2 separate regions of the Anas platyrhynchos genome follow, and region 1 is linked to region 2. The links are chromatin contacts, called in public Hi-C maps. All regions are on one chromosome and are shown on one strand. The core of a region is the stretch at or near the end of the contact, and the rest is flanking DNA. Distances in the headings are between cores, read along the strand shown.

Evidence for each region. Hi-C and Micro-C count contacts between places; a contact is called where the count stands out from the background.
Region 1: a Hi-C map of subcutaneous adipose tissue shows a contact between it and region 2, with 3 times the contacts expected there. The contact joins the promoter of PRKCE here to the enhancer-like site in region 2. A contact is called at or near these places in 2 of 8 Hi-C or Micro-C datasets (skeletal muscle and subcutaneous adipose tissue).

The regions. Positions count from the first base shown.
Region 1 is chr3:39,717,637-39,721,707 of IASCAAS_PekinDuck_T2T, reverse strand. PRKCE (protein kinase C epsilon) reads left to right here and starts at 2,518. Exons shown (of 15, transcript XM_005009801.6): 1 at 2,518-3,753. The coding sequence starts at 3,406.
Region 2 is chr3:39,264,391-39,268,441 of IASCAAS_PekinDuck_T2T, reverse strand. The region is part of intron 3 of LOC110352700 (a long non-coding RNA gene); the gene reads right to left. Among named protein-coding and RNA genes, the nearest start is that of TMEM247, 20 kb to the right of the region's middle. Within about 2 kb of position 2,436, at least 1 of the 8 cell types and tissues checked has an H3K27ac peak or open chromatin away from gene starts, as enhancers often do. A contact at or near this core is called in subcutaneous adipose tissue, where this site is marked.

The sequences.
Region 1 (4,071 bases), core at 1,269-3,768, 450 kb before region 2:
ATTACTGGATTTTAAAAATATTGTTCTCAGTTCTTTTGGTAAATTAATAACTTCTTAGTGTAAAAGTTTGCACAACATATAGAAGTTTTCTCATTATTTTTTTTTAATATATACATATGTACATTTAAAAATTAAAATGGTGTAAGGTACATGTATTTTCCTAGCCAGTGTAAGGATGGAATGGTATGATCCTAAGTGTGTTTGCAAATCCATATTCATGCAGGCAGTCTTACAAAAAATGTCATGTGAAATCAAACCTTAGCTTGTTTCAGTGCATGGAAAAGAGTAGATGGGTTAAATTAAACAGTAGGGCCTAGTTGTGTATGCAGTAGATTACAGATGTAATTAAGCAAATATAAGATTTATTAATATTACTTTGTGTATTGTATTAATAGTCTGATTTATTCAGACTTGCAATATGCATGTGTGATCTTACAGAGATGTTAGGTTATTAAACTCACCATGGAGACTGTGTTTACCTAAATCTTACCTTGGGCATTCAAAATATACATAGTTGTAGGTCTTTTAAAAATAAACAGAACAAAATTAAACAGTGTATCAGTTCAGCTTCTGTATTTTCCAATAGCTAAGAAAACCGAGCACATTGTTTAGATTGCCATTATTCAGAACCAACACAAATACATCCAGAGGAAATATTTAATTACAGCGTGTGTTGTTTCTCACACATTAAAATTAAGAGCATATAGCTCAATATATAGTAGATATATGCCAGGTTGTGAATGGTGGAGGGAAGGAGTGGGTGATTCTTGTATTTCTGGGGGGCCTGTGGATAAAATCCTTTAGAGCAGTAACGTGATAGATGAACCACAGCTGCTGTGAGCCCAGGAAAGGCTGAATTGTGAAGGAAGACAGTTCCTGTAATTGGCTCCATATCACAGCTTTGTATCAAACGATTGTACTCGGGGATTGTCAAGATGATAATGAACATGGAGATTTTCCTGTACTTCTGCTTTTACTAGTAGATTAAGTGGCAATAGGCACAAAAAGGCTTTCTTCCATTAACGTGAATGCTCTCATGACCCTTAGGCTTCATTAGTACTGTATCTTCTACCTGGAAACTACTGTGGAAGCACAGATACAGGAGCTATTTCTTCAGCTCCAAATATAACGCCTGCCTCCTGAGCCATTACTTGCAGAAATCCGTAATTACTTCACCTTTGCTTTCCGCTCAGGAATGCCAGGTCCAGAGCCAGGACTCGGTGCTAACCCTTTGTGTCCTCACCTGAGCGCATCCTGGCAGCAGGCTGCTGCTTCTCACCTCGCCTGAACTGCCGATGCACCCCTTGCATAGCAGAGCTGGCCCTGGATTTTCATTCTGATATGAAAGTGAATTCAAAGACCGTGCGAGGGCTACGTCCATCCTGATGACTTTCTCACAAAAAAAGCTGGCAAGATCAGTAACTAAAAATAAACAAGGCAGCGATATTTTTTTCACTAGAGGAAACCAAGTGGAGCCCACGTCTATGCACGTTTGTGCAGGGGAGGGGAGAGCTGTAGTTTCCTGGTTATTCCCTGCAGTTGTCAGCACCATGGCGATGAACATGACTGAAATCTTACGCGATAAGCTCGATAACGAGGCACATACACCCTTTTACAAGACCCCCCCCGGGCTCCTTTCAGCATCTCCCACACCCAGCAGCGACGATTCCTGCGGGGGAAGCGCCGGGGCGGGGGGAAGGCAGGTGACCCGCAGCCCCGCCGGGCCGGGCCGGGCCGGGCCGGGCCGGGCCGCCACCTTCTGACGGCGCCTCCCGGCCTTGTCCCGGGCGGTGCGAGGCCGCTTCCCCGGCGGGGGAGCCGCTGCCTGCCGCCGGGCCCCGCTGAGGAAGCGGGGCCGTGAGGGGCCGGAGCAGCGGGGGTCGGGGCCGGGGCGCGGCGGGGAGGCCGCCGGAGGGCGGCGCTGTGAGGGAGAGGGGAGGCAGGGCCCGGCCGGGGGCGGGCGGAAAACCCGCGGGGAGCAGCGAGGCGGGGAGGAAGGAGGAGGAGGAGGAGGAGGAGGAGAGGGGCGGTCGGGTGCTTGAATAAAACCTGAGGGGCTGGGGAGGAAGGCGGTTGGGGATGGTTTGTGTGTGTGTGTTGTTTTGTTTTTTTTTCTTCCTACGCCACTTTTATCCCGTGAGGGGGACGAGGGAAGGAAATACAACGACAGCGGCGACCGTAACAAAGCTGTAAACGATAATAAATGATAATAAATAAAAAAAAAAAAGTGCGCGGAGGCCAGCCCGGAGGAAGACGAGAGACGAGGGCTGAGGAAAGGCGGGCGCAGCCGGGGGCCCCCCGCGGGCTGCGCTGCTCCCCCCCCCCCCACCCGACGCCAGCCAGCCAAACTTTGGGCGCCCAGCCGCTGGCACACTCACACTCACACACACACTCACTTACACACACACACACACACGCACACACATACACACACACACACACACACACACACTCCGCTCGCACACTGACGTCTTTTGCGCATTTCCTGCACGGGAGCGAGCGGCGGAGCGGCGGCGGGAGGCGGGGAGGGAAGGACGGAGGGAGGGAGGGAGGGAAGGAGGCGGCGGCTCTGCCCATCGCCAGGGCGGCGGCCGCCCAGCCGGAGCCCGCCGAGCCCCGCTCCGCTCCTCTCCGCGCCCCATGCGCGGGGGTGGCCGCGCTGGGTCCCCGGCCTTGGCGGAGGACGAGGAGGAGGAGGAGGCGCGGGGGCTGCTGCTGCCGCCGCCGCTGCTGCTGCTGCGGGCTGCGGCGCGGATGGAAGGTCCCCGGGTGGATGGCTGCTGCTGCTGCTGCTGCTGCTGCTGCTGCTGAGCGGAGGCTGAGCCGTAGGCAGGGCTGGGGGGGCGGCCGGTGACTCGTGCGGGTGTCTCTGTGCGTGTGAGTGTGTGTGTGTGTGTGTCTGTGTGTGTGTGCGGAGCGCTGCGGGGCTGCCCCGGGGCAGGGCTGGCGTGTGCGGGAGCCTCGGGTCGCGGCGCTGCCTCCCTCGCACGGCCCGAGCCGGGATTATGGTCTAGGAGGAGGGAGGAGGCTTTCGCTCGCCCCCCGGCTCTGCCCTGCCCGGCTTTTCGGGGGGTTTGTGCAGCCGCCGGCGCCTCCCCCTCCCCTGCGGCCCCCCTCCCTTGTTTTCCGTTAGAAACACGGGCGAGAAAATAAATGCATTCACTGGGTGTCGCAAGAGCAAAGGCTAAATAACCAGAGGTAGCGGCACGGCGAGGGTCGGAGCCGCGCTGCGTCCCGCTCCCCCCCTCAGACCTGCCCCCCTATTTATTGGCGAGACCTCCTTCCCTGCCTCCCTCCTTCTCTCCCTCCCTCCTTCCCTCCTTCCCTCCCTCCCTCCTTCCCTCCCTCTCTGTGCGAGCGCGTTGTGCGAGTGCTTGATCCCAGGAAAAGTGCAGCCGTCCAGCCATGGTGGTTTTCAATGGCTTGCTGAAAATCAAGATCTGCGAGGCGGTGAATCTGAAACCCACGGCGTGGTCGCTGAGGCATGCGGTGGGTCCCAGGCCACAGACCTTTCTGCTGGACCCTTACATAGCCCTCAATGTGGACGACTCCAGGATCGGGCAGACCTCCACCAAGCAGAAGACCAACAGTCCCGCTTGGAACGACGAATTTGTCACCGACGTTTGCAACGGCAGGAAGATAGAGATGGCTGTTTTCCACGATGCCCCCATCGGGTACGACGATTTTGTAGCTAACTGCACTATCCAGTTTGAGGACTTGCTGCAGAACGGGAGCCGCCACTTTGAGGACTGGGTGAGTGTTCGCGCCGCAGGTACGGACGTGTGCACATGATGTGCAGTGGCACCGCTCTGGGTGCAACATCTGTATTGCAGAGCTGGGTTGCCAAGGGCATGTAATAGCTCTGGAGGCTTTTCATTATTTCCATGCTTTGTTATACTGAGATAGTCATGGTTACTGTGTGTCTGATGCATGTGGTCCACAGACACGGGAAGAAAGAAAAATAGGGTGCATCTAAGTAAGAGATGTGTAATTACCACTTCAGGTTCTGAAATTATGTTACATAAACACAAGTCCTGTTGTCTTATTGTGTTTGAAACCCGCCGGCCAGAT
Region 2 (4,051 bases), core at 1,187-3,686:
AGGGAGGAATCAGCATAGCTTGGGGGATTTTTTTTTGGTTGATTTTTGAGAAAGAGTATCTGATTTCTTTCTTTCCTTTTTTGGTTTGAGCAAGACATAAGCAAAGCAAATGCTTCAGAAAGTGATCAGCTGAACAAAAATAAAAAATGGGAAAAAAAAAGAAAAAACCTTCTGTAATAGAAAAAGTTGGGTTTTGTTCCCCCTGCCAAACGCCTCTAGGAAACTTTCTGTGGGAGTTGGGATATTCATCTCCCAGAATCTGGCCCCTAACGAGGAATTACACAGGCCAAGCCAAGAACAGAGGGACAGCAAAAAAGGAAAGCAATTCCTACACTGATTGTGAAATAACCCGGATCATCTAATTTCCTATTACTCATTTTAAATATTTCTTTAAACAGAGGAAAATTACTTAGTCATAAAGTGACTTTAAGAAAAAAAAAAAAAGCACTTAAAGCCACACTAATTTTACTTTTAAACTGGTTCTTACCATGTAAAAATTAATTATTTTGATATTCAAAAAAAAATCACAATGCAATCAAAACACCCATATTGGATGGCACTCTTTCTCAGTCACATCTGAGCAGATGCTCTGCTCAGCATCTTAGATACTGCTACAAATCACTGTCCTTACTTTAAAAAAAATAATAATAATAATTAGGGAGTCTTGGGGTTTAACTCCATCTGAATTTCATATGGTAAGCAGCAGCAAGCAATGAAGTCCTACTCATCTTCTCATGGCCTGTAGCATAAGTCTTTCATCAATCCTTTCTTAGTGGTATCTTTCCTAAGGGAAAAAAAAAAAAAAGTCCAATATCTATCTGCTGTTACAAAGAAGCTGGTCAGAACCTTTGACAATCACTGCTACTCTGAACCTTCTCTAGCTCTAATCTGCCTTCTCTGATGTGGAGCAGGCCTTAGCCATTTTCTGTACTTTGGCTTTTGACTATTTATCCCATCATTTGAAGCCTCAATGCAATTGTCTACAGTGGAACCAAAGAATCCTCAAGAAAATCAGTAGTGAGGAGAGTACTGGATTTTGCACTCACAATTTTGCAGGGTTTGTCATTCTTTACAAAACAGAGAAATAAATGAAATTCTCCCTCTAAGTTATCTAGTGTTCGAGTGAAGGCAAGTCAGATTTCTTAACCAATGAATACTTGAAAGGCAGAGGAAAAAAAAATAAGAGACACATTCCTGGAGCAGAAACACGGACACAATATACTTCTGTTTAGCTAAATGAAGTTTTTAGAAGTACGCTGCCAGTCTGCATTATTATTCATATGAAGATCCTTTTAGTCCAATCTGACTGATGTGGGAATTGCCATGCTGTAAAGACAAAGATACGTTAGTGTCTGCACAGTAAAAACAGCTCAGGCCCAGTGAATTTGTTTCTAGAATCCCCTTGTTAATTTCCCACTATCTAAAAAAGGGTCTCAAATACAATCACCAGTCTCCTAAGAGGAAAAATCCACCCTGGGAAGTCTGTTTTTCATTTGTTTTTAAGCAACAACCAGTGCATGTCTTTGAGAGTGTCCCAAGAGGTAAACTTGGGCTTCTCGTCCCCAAATGGAAGGACAGAATTAGCTGCTTCGGCAGGCATTTTCCACTCCTTTCCTTAGATTCATTGTGAGCTCTCCAGGGAGAAGACTACAGAAGTAGATGAGGAAATCATGTGTATAAGGATGTGATGGGGGCAGGGGGATGGAAATGTCAGGGTATGAACTGCATTCCCCTCATCCCGTGATGACCACTGGCTGGATCTTGCAGCAGCATCCACAGGCTTGTAGCTGCTGTCAGATCCAGGAATAGCCCAGGAATAACTTTGTCTGTGCAGCAACTGAGTCCAGGCAGAGATATAAAATAGAGCGCCATCAGAACAGCACCAGTAAGCAAGGAGCACCAGCTTCATGGGGTCTGGATTATAACTCAAGGACAGCTTCAAGTCCTTCAGATCTGACCCCAAACTGAGAGAACACCAGAGAAGCCCAGGAATTTTGCATATACCTGGAGAGTACAGGTCCAGGCCACTGGCACAGTCTTCAGGGAACAGTTGTAGCTGTGATAACATTTTAACGAGCTGTAGAAGTTCAGCCACAGATGCAGAGATGAAGCATTCATAGCATGCATTCTAATAATTTCTGTTTATACAGCTTAAAAAAAAAAAAAAAAAAAAAAAAGTAACTCGAACTAATTCCTTTTTATGTGGGAATCTGCTCTGGTTTAACTCAAAGGTCATTTTTAAGTCTGTGTGCATTTACAGTGCTAGACAAATATTTGTCAAATATACAGGCTGCTGGTCGCATTTGAAAGATAAAGGTTATGGGGGAGGAGGGGAGAGAAAAAAAAAAAAAAACTCAGCCAGTGCAGAACACAGAACTGAATGAACCTCAAGGAAAAGCACCCATCTGTCAGAGCATGACACATTCCTGCTAGCAGAGACTGCCACCTTTTGGGGAACAGCTTGAGAGACAGAGCAGAAAAGAGGATGATTCATTTCCAGTTTTGGTTCCTTATTTGCCTGAATGTCAGCAGAGTCAAATAGTTTTAATTTCTCAGCTAACTTCCAGCAGAGGAAAAAAGAACATTTCCAAGAGGATCCCTGAACACCACTAGTTTCTTTTTCTGTAGCTCTTAAAAAGAAGCATTTTTACAGTCTGTTCATCTCAGCTACTGCTACTGTTTTTGAATCTCTTAGCCACTTTCAATCAAACTGGACACAGGGGAAATATCTCAGATAAAATTCCAGCTTTCTTCCTAAGAAACAGAAGTGAGAAGATGAGCTACACTCAAATTCACACCTCATTAAGGGAAAGTGGAGGAGGAACGTATTACGTATCTTGGTTGGTAGCAGCCAGTCAAGCAGTATGGATGTGGTTTTCTACTAATCACTGCAAATATACTTTCTTATCCCAGACCCAGCACTGAGTTTAGGCACACAAGAAAGGAACAAATTGGGGCCGTTGTTGTAGGTAAGCAAGGAGGGAAATAGATCACAAGTCAATAGGACTCAAGTGTCATTGTCAGCACTACTCTTTTGGCAGCTTGCCTTGCCAATACACAGGGACAGAAGCTACAATAAGGGGAGACATCCATGTACTCTTCACTCTTTGGAAGTGCTTTGTATGGATGTTTTTATATCATCTACAAAATATGATTTAAAAAACAAACAAACAAACAAAAAAAAAAAAAAAAAAAAAAAAAAAAAAAAAACAGATACTGGCTTAGGATTCTTGGATGTATTACTTCCAGTCTGATATCAAAATAGGTCATCAGATTCCAAAAAGAAAAGTTTGAGTAACGCATACAGCCAACGCTCAACCATATTATTCAGCACAAGAGACTGTGCAGGAAGCCAGATGCCAGTCAGTAGTTCCAAGAACTTACATTTGCATGTCTGCTGCCTGCTTTGACTGGTGAATGCTATCTCACAACGCAATGTGTAGCTGCACCCCTCTGTGACACCCCCCTCTTGACCCACCTCTTTTGTTATTGTTTCTATAAGAAACACAGTCTTCAAAACCGTCATTGGTTCTTTCCCATTTACTTTCTCAGATGAGGAACCCTGTAGTTTCAGAGAACAATAGAAACCTCCTGTACAGTCACCTTGGTTAATGACACCAAGCCGTGCATTTCACATGAGCCTGCCCATCACTGTCTGACTAAACCACCCTACAAGCCCGTAAGATGCTATCTTCTAACACCATAAAGGGAGACTGATGATATTGTCCTTCAGAAGGTCAAACTGCCTCAAGTTGCTCCAGCAGAGGCTTAGATTAGATATGAAGAATTTATTCATGGAAAGGGTGGTTAGACATCGAAACAGGCTGCACAGGGAAGTGCTGAAATCCCTGTCCCTATAGGTGTTTGAGACACATGGACATGGTGCTTAGGGACATCCTTAAATGGTAGACTTAGCAGTGTTAGGTTGATGGTTGGGCTTGATGATCTTAAGGGTCTCTTCCAACCTAGATGATTCGATTCTATGATTCTAAGTTCAAAAGTCCCTACATTTTGCCCTTATATTACAAAATTTAATATGGAAAAAAAAAAA